Regions from separate parts of the Zea mays genome. Here all the other regions are linked to region 2. The links are chromatin contacts, called in public Hi-C maps. All regions are on one chromosome and are shown on one strand. Each heading gives the region's core, a stretch centred on a gene start, on an enhancer-like site or on the middle of the called end of the contact. The rest is flanking DNA. Distances are from core to core; before and after follow the strand shown.

Evidence for each region. A called contact is a pair of places that touch in the nucleus more often than the background predicts.
Region 1: a contact with region 2 is called in a Hi-C map of ear, with 2.5 times the contacts expected there. The contact joins the promoter of LOC103653918 here to the promoter of LOC542709 in region 2. A contact is called at or near these places in 9 of 25 Hi-C or Micro-C datasets (ear, leaf, leaf mesophyll and 2 more).
Region 3: a contact with region 2 is called in a Hi-C map of tassel, with 3 times the contacts expected there. The contact joins the promoter of LOC103655619 here to the promoter of LOC542709 in region 2. A contact is called at or near these places in 7 of 25 Hi-C or Micro-C datasets (ear, endosperm, leaf and 2 more).

What each region holds. Positions count from the first base shown.
Region 1 is chr4:161,709,821-161,712,520 of Zm-B73-REFERENCE-NAM-5.0, forward strand. It overlaps LOC103653918 (heavy metal-associated isoprenylated plant protein 45), which reads left to right and starts at 1,450. Exons shown (of 3, transcript XM_008680723.4): 1 at 1,450-2,079; 2 at 2,191-2,266; 3 at 2,381-2,700. The coding sequence starts at 2,026.
Region 2 is chr4:161,395,981-161,398,680 of Zm-B73-REFERENCE-NAM-5.0, forward strand. It overlaps LOC542709 (MADS box protein), which reads left to right and starts at 1,272. Exons shown (of 8, transcript NM_001112222.2): 1 at 1,272-1,581. The coding sequence starts at 1,400.
Region 3 is chr4:161,661,441-161,664,140 of Zm-B73-REFERENCE-NAM-5.0, forward strand. It overlaps LOC103655619 (B3 domain-containing protein Os02g0683500), which reads right to left and starts at 1,391. Exons shown (of 1, transcript XM_020552654.3): 1 at 1-1,391. The coding sequence starts at 626.

The DNA of each region.
Region 1 (2,700 bases), core at 200-2,699, 310 kb after region 2:
CTTTCTGCCATACCCAAGTTATAGAACAGATGCTTCGATGTTGTGCTTGCTCCTTTGACCCATCTATGTACCTACCTACCTAGTACACATAGCAGATGAATGAACATAAGCATTAATAATATTTCATATGCTGCTAACTGAATCAGTTCAGTTAAAAGAAGGCCGAGCATCATTGTCCTTCGATCAGGTCAATACTTTTAGATAAGAACGTACGTGAACAGCAAGATGAGGACACTTCAACAAATAACAAGACGTGAACAGCAAGATCATGAGATATGACTATATGAGGCCAATTCTCCCAGGTAGCCTGCTCACGCGCGTCCTTACTCTTCACCAAAAAAAAACACACATCCATCTGCATATTGCAACAATATTAATATACTCATAGTAGCAGCAGTGCAGCTGCAACTACTAGGCGATAGACTGATAATGATCTCTGACTTGAACAAGCTTAAATTATATCGCTAAAAGTTTTTTTTTCCTAAAGAAAGGTAGCCATAAGTAAAAGGCAAAGACATGCCATCTGGCAATCTCCCTGAAGACTCCAACAGACATCGTAATAAAACTCACTGCATTCAAGCATTTAACTAACATCAGCACCATCTGCATAATAGAAAATTTAAAAGTTTACAAGTGTACTTTGTCAACCAGGTTAACCTTGTGCCCACTGATTGTTGAAATTCATTAACTTTATAGTCCAGTTCTCCGGGAAAGCATTACTGCAGGTTGGCTATTTCAGTTTCAGACTATGATATGAATACAGAGAACACACAGAATCACATCGATTCAATCTATCAAATGGTTTAAGATTAATACTCTGAACTTTCTTTGTTTCCCAAATTTGTTGGGAGCAACTGGGAAAGAGAAACGAACAAACATATAGTTTGACCTGAAATTCAGTTTCCTTTACCACTGACAGCAAGTTCATGGGTGCAGTCAAAGCTCTTGGTCTCTTGGGTGGAGTTAGCCGGAGGTATAAATGGCCGGCTTCTGCAGCTTCTACACTATAAATTGCAGCTGCCGCAATTCAAACAACTAGCTATAATCTAAAACAAACATTGATTGATATTTTCATGGTTTATACTACCCTATTTTTAAATTTTTATCGTCCACTAATTTATTTTTGAAAAAACTAAAACACGGTAAATAAAAAAACCGAGGGAGAGTGTCTCTTTGCATCATCTCTGTATAAAGGTCGAAGACAAACAGATACAAATTTGTTGTGGTTTTTCACTTACAAAATTACGCATCTGCGCCATAATATTATGAAATAACTGCGGACTTAATTTCAGAACAAGTATCTGATTATGATATGACTAAAGCAATACCTATAATGTTTACATCTGGGCCGGTAGTTTATTAATACAGTAGAAGTGTTTTCTTGCTTATACAGTGCAATTAATTAGTCCTCAGGTATTTTATATAACTAATGGTTACATCGTCATTGCTGGATTAACTTATATATTTTTTTCATAATTACTTACTTTACATTAAGAAAGAATACAGAATAACTTATGTCTTTATCTCTCATGCGTTATTTTTATCGTATTATTTTCTAGTAAGAAAAAAACAAGATTTTTATACCTTTTTCATGCCTCAACTTTGTCCAGGAAAAAAAAGAGATATCTTCGATAGAGGTCAGATTGATCCCAGCAAAAGCAATCAGCCTGGCGACCGAAACCGATCGGACATGGGCCAAAAATCTCATCCATTATCTGGCCCTGCCGGTGATACGACATTGTTCTGCACCCAAGATGTCGAGGCCCTTCCCGGCCAACAGATATCTTTTCCCGGAGAACAATATTTGCTCGTGGCGCATATATCCCCGTCCCTGGCCTCGCGTATTGGGAGACGCCGTGCTGCTTTGGAATGGGCGAACTGCGATCGGTGTCGCTCTCGTGCAACTTACCGTGAACGTCGGCCTCCTATCGCTCGCGGCAGTATTTATACGCTTCGTCCCAGCTGCACTCCTCCACCGCCGCCCATCGATCCAAGCCGGCGGTCGGCTTGGACGGTGGCTGGAAAATGCTTCGCTTTTGGAGGACGCAGAGGAGCACCACCTCGTCGAACGCGTTGTCGGTGAGTGACCCCATTTGTGAATGAGAAAGCAGAGAAGACGGTAGCTTCTCTTCATCTCTTGTTCTCTCTCTCTCTCAGCCTCATGGCTTTGCATTTCTGTGGCTATGCTAGGTCGTGGAGATGAACGTGCACATGGACTGCGACGGCTGCGAGAAGCGAGTGAGGAAGGCCATGTCCCAGCTGGAAGGCACGCACGACTGATTCCATTCCTCCATCCTGTTCATCAGAAATATATACCAACAAAACCCAATTCCGATCCATCAGGAGTATGCATGACAGATATGCTAGCTGTGCAGTGCAGGAGTGAGCTCGGTGGAGATCGACATGGATCGGCAGAAGGTGACAGTGACAGGGTACGTGGACCGGCGGGAGGCGCTGCGCGCGGCGCGGCGGACCGGCAGGGCGGCGGAGTTCTGGCCGTGGCCGTACGACGGCGAGTACTACCCGTTCGCGATCCAGTACCTGGAGGACAACACGTACATGGCCACCAACAAGTACTACCGCCACGGCTACAACGACCCCACGATCGGATCCTACCCCTGCCACGCCTTCACGCATGTCCTCGACGACGACGCGCTCGCCGTCTTCCACGACGACAATGTCCACGCCTGCGCCGTGATG
Region 2 (2,700 bases), core at 22-2,521:
GTCGGGGTAGCTTTTGTGTTGGCCTGTCTTTAATTCTCTTCGCAAACACACACTTGTATTTTTTTTGTTTAAGCAAGCGTGTATGGCGGTGCGTGCCTGATGACTAACGATGTACGACGGAACTTCTATCGGCAGGTGTGGTACGTGCTCTCTAATGATGAGACCATGCAAATTATGACATATATCGAAGTCTGTATGATACTGATGGTTGCAATGTAGTAGTGAAACAACTAAATTAAAATAACAAAATTTATGTATGGCTAGGATCACAAATGGATTATGAAATATTTTCTTATAATAATATAAGACACATTTTGTATATAAGTTATCATAGTATTATATGTTCCCGTTGCAACGCACGGGTACTATACATGAGGAGTGGGTTGATTCCACTAAAATTGATGGAATGAACTTATTATGCATCAACTCATAAAGCATAGAGTGATTCCACAAACCAAACACACCATTAGTTTATTGACCAACCTCAGTTCTTTGATATATAAAAGTTGTTTGATCCGTGTGCAACAAATAGTTTTTCAGGAATTTGGGACGTACCCCATCTCTTAAATGTCTAGACTGATTGGACATATTAATCTAATTTTAGTAGCTAAGTATTAGCTCTCAAACACCTCCTGGGAATGCTGCCCTAAAAATGGAATATCGGTACGTCGGATCGGAGAAAGGTTGGGGTATCGTGGTCCAAAGCATGCGAAAGCAACGGCGCAGGGCTGGAAACCTGAGACCAGGTGAGGTGCACGACGACATGCATATGGTTTGGGTTAGGCCTAGGAGCTGGTTCTCTCTCCATGCATGGTCAGCTCGCCGCTTTTGCCGCCTTCGTGTATGGCTTGCCCCATGCCATGCATCGCGCCGTGTACACTTGTGGCGTAGGGGCGGGGCCGCCGCATCGGAGCGCCCCCGTTTCGGCACGGTCCTCCCAGTTTTAGGGTAAACCCAGCTAGGGTAGTGGGGGTAACTGGCCAGCGCCACTCCAAATCTACCCTCCTTCAATTTAAAGCTGAGAAATACTGTAGTATATACTAGAGTAGAGCGAGAGAAGGGAGATGTGGATAGATGGGTGGATGGGGACGCGTGAAAAAGATGCGAGAGAGAAGAGACGACCGGACAGGCAGCCACACACAGTAACAGTAGTGAACCCTGCCCCTTTTCCCGGTCTCTCCACTGATATTCCGCTCCTGTCCCTGTCCTCCCCGGACGGAGCTAATAGAGCCGGCTCTGCTCATCATTATATCGTCGCGCACAAATGCGAAGCCTAGCAGCACTTGTGTCCGGCGGCCTTGTGTTCGTGGGGGATGTGTGGCATATTAGCTAGCTGATAAGCGGCCGGCCGAAGAGCAAGCGCAGTGAGAAGAAGAAGCTCGGATCGGAGGAGGTCGGCATGGGGAGGGGACGCGTCGAGCTGAAGCGGATCGAGAACAAGATCAACCGCCAGGTCACCTTCTCCAAGCGCCGCAACGGCCTGCTCAAGAAGGCCTACGAGCTCTCCGTGCTCTGCGACGCCGAGGTCGCGCTCATCATCTTCTCCGGCCGCGGCAAGCTCTACGAGTTCGGCAGCGCCGGGTAGGCGATCCATCCATCCATCCACACATGCACAGCGGCCTGCGGGCCGCGGTGCCACTAAATTGCTTTTAATTCTTAGTCTCTGCAAGCAGATCTGCTAGGTTTTTTTGGCAGCAAGGAAGGAATTAAGGAAAGCACGTAGCCGAGCGGTGGTGTGGTATTTTATTCCTGCTATCTGCGTGTGTATCTGCGCGCGCGTAGGGGCATGGGCATGGCAATGGCATGGCGGTGTTCATACAATAAAAAAGCAGGCGGGTGGATCCCGAGTTCCCGACATCCTTTCAGCGGATCTACGAGCCCTACGCTCTGCCTCTTTTTCTTCCAGCTTCTCCGGGCACTTGAAGGAGTTGCCCACCCACGCACGCACACACACGGTACACCCCTTTCCTCCATCTTCTCCGGGTATCTGGAGTGGCCATCTTTCGTGTGTGTCGTCGTTGGAGCATGCGCGTGTCAGAGAAACGCCGGCCGGTTTGATTGCTGAGCTAATAGGGGAATCGTCGTCGTCGGGGTGGAAGAGGGTACGTAGAGTGGGTGTTAATAACACCGTACCGATGTGGTCCTCCGAGAGGGGAAAGGGTGGTATGTTCTTTCCGTTTTGATCCAGCTCCTGCTTATATGAAAACCCTGCTGACCGCTTGTCTTGGCACTTGTTGTTGCTCAACTGGGCCTCTGGCCACGCCTCCATCTTATTTCCAGATCTCTATCTCTCTTGCTCGATTGCTCCGCTTGTTGCTTCTTTCTTTTTTCTCTTTCACGATTTCATGCCCCTTTGCTCGGCAATACGAATTTAGATTTTTCATTACGTTTTCTCTCCATACAAGATCGATTTAGATCTGCTTGAGATTTTCAGGAGGGCCTCAGCACATTTTAAGTGGAAAGCTCAAAGCATGATGAAAATCTTTCTGTTTCACGCACCCGTACTATTTCTGCTTTGGTATTTTTGTCTTTGTTCTCATTTTATGCGTCTGCATCAGTACTATACTCAACCATGAGTGGTCGCTCTTTCGCCTTTATTGATAGTATGTTGCTCTTGCCCGCACTTGTTGGTTCATGTATTTCACACTTCTTGCTTTGTCTTCCTCTGCTGCTTAAAGATCCTAACGTACCTATTTGTTC
Region 3 (2,700 bases), core at 141-2,640, 270 kb after region 2:
AGCGCGAGGCCGGAGAAGCGAAGCGGGCCGCGGGTGTCGAGTCCCCGACGCTTCCAGTCGATGAATAGCCGGTGGCGGCGCGCGTCGTCGACGACCTCGGCGGCGGAGCGGGAGCGGGAGAAGGAGACGGTGTCCCCGGCGACGAGGCGCTTTTCCTTGACGAAGCGGCTCCAGCCCTTGGTCATGACGTAGCTCTGGCTGCTGTTCCAGTAGGAGTAGCGGAAGCGCCAGTGCTTGCCGTCGCTGTCCTCGAAGCTGAGGAGGAGGCCCTTCTCGTTACCCGCCGCGTCGAGCGGGAAGTACTTCTCCGCGTACTGCTTCGGGATGACCAGCCTGTTGAGCTTCCCCACGTCGCTCGGCGTCACCACCTTGTCGAACATGTGCTCCTTCTCCACGTCTCCCGAGCCGTCGCCGTCGCCGCCGCTCCCCGACGCTCCGGCGCCATCCGCCGACGCGGAGCGGAAGGGGGCGCAGCTGCTTCCCGAGGCGGACGCGGAAGCTGCCGCCGAAGATGACGCGGCCCCCGGCATGAAAGAGATCTCGCGCATGGAATTGGACACATCCTCCTGCTCCTCGTCCGCCCCATCATTTCTAGAGAATCTCCGGCTCGCGGCGAACTGGTCCATAGCTTCTTCCGCTTACCAGAAGCAGTTATGAGAGGTAGAGGTCTACTACGCTACGCTTGCTTCCTCTGGTATTTCTTGCTCCTCCCTTCCTTTAATTTGCTTCCGCCGCCTGCTTCTTGCCTCCGATCCACTGCACTGGCTGCTACGTAGCAAGCTAGGTTCTGCTGCGATGACAGTCGCTGGAGCTATCTGCTGCTGGGTACGCAGACGCCGCGGCCGCCACACTATAGGGCAGTAGTAGAGAGGGATCGGATCTACCTATGTATGCGTGTACGCAGGCTTGGCGTTACCGACTTGCTGTTGCTCGCTACTCTGGGTCCGGGGAGGGGTAGCCGGCCTGATGGGGGAGATGGGGGAAAGACGGGAGGCATCTATACGGGAAGAAGAATTAGGCCGCCCGCAGGCGTCCCCATTGACGGCTGCACAGCGCGACGTCGCCTTTGGGATGTGGCCAGATGGATGGGGATGGGGATGGCGACGGAGACGGAGACGTACGCGGATAGATGGTGGTGCTTGCCTGCCTTCCTTGGTGGTGGTGGTGAACTGATGATGGTGATGAGCTAGCGAGGTTAATTTGTGGCTGTGGCTAAGCTGCTGCCCTCCTGCGCAGAGCGCCAGCACCAGCGCGTGCTGCTACTGGTAGTGGTACAGTACAGGCGTCCGGCCGGCTCAAACGAAGCTCTCTCCTGGATTTTCTTTTTCTTCAAACTTAAAGGCTTAAAGCGTTTATTTAAAAACGTCTCTGCTCGTGGAGAAGGAAACAGGCGTAGGGTAGAGACTAGAGAGAGACGGAAGCAGCAAAGGTGGGGGTGTACTGTAGTAGCTATAGCTTTATAAAGGGAACGGAGGAGGGGTGTGGGGCCCATGGGCTTCCGCTGGGGTTGGGCTCATGTGATCGATCGTCCTTGTCACTTGTCACTTGTCACCGTGCATATATACGGGTATCAAATATTTGCACCCCACGCGCCTGCCTACGGCTTTGCATGGCCGTATAAATGTCCAAATGTTTGCTATAATCACACATATATAAAACGGTCGACACGGACCCGATCACCATGCATGGGGTCCGATTATTTTTCACCGATGAAAGAACACGTGATAAAGTAAAGTCGTTAGATACATTTGATTCATATATTTTGTAACGTAGTGATTAACTGATAACGTTAAATTATGTTTATTGAACTCCAACTGTAACCACCAGATATCACACTAGAAATTGATACTGATCTATTCAATCTTATTATCGCTTGTACTCAAGTATAAATCATTACCATTATCATTTACGTTATATTTTGCATAGTATAAGGATGCCACAACGTGGAGACCGAGTGAGGCGGGCGTTCACAGCAAATGGTGATGCATCTGTGCTGGTGGCCATGGTGGCGGTGTGCAACAAACATTACATCTGTATGATAGGATCAAGTTTCACACAATATTTGGTGAATCAGCATATAGAAAACAATGTCACACCTTTATTACTTAATCAATACAATTTCTCTACAAAACAACTTAGATAAATTACACCATATGATGACTACGATCCTCCACAACCATAGTTGACTGTGAGATGACGGCCTAAACCTCTCCGAACTTATTTTCATGATCATTCTCCGGCGGTACCTGTTCTTGATCTGGTATGATTATAGCAAGGGTGGGCTCTCATACGGTCATTGCTCAGCAAGTGTGGAAAAAAAGTATAGTGTAAAGTTTACCAAGGATAATGGTTAAGGCTGAGCATTGTTTTTCATTTTGTTGGTCAAAATTTTATTAGCAATCACTAATTATAAGTAAATATCATTAAATACATAGTCAATATTGAAATCCCATAATGCAATGCATAGCAGGTTAAATTTATATCCATAATTTACACATATGAGAGGCACAAGCCGCTCATCACCGTGAGCACGGCTGATATACCAGTTTTACATTCTGCAGAGGTTGCACTTGTTTACCCACAAGATGTGTTCCCTTTTTTTTGTCTCGGGTTGATCGGACCCTTAAACACTTCCAAGGTGAGTTGGCAAGGGCACATTGCGAGGCGTATGCAAAGTTCCACTACATTGAGAAAACCTGC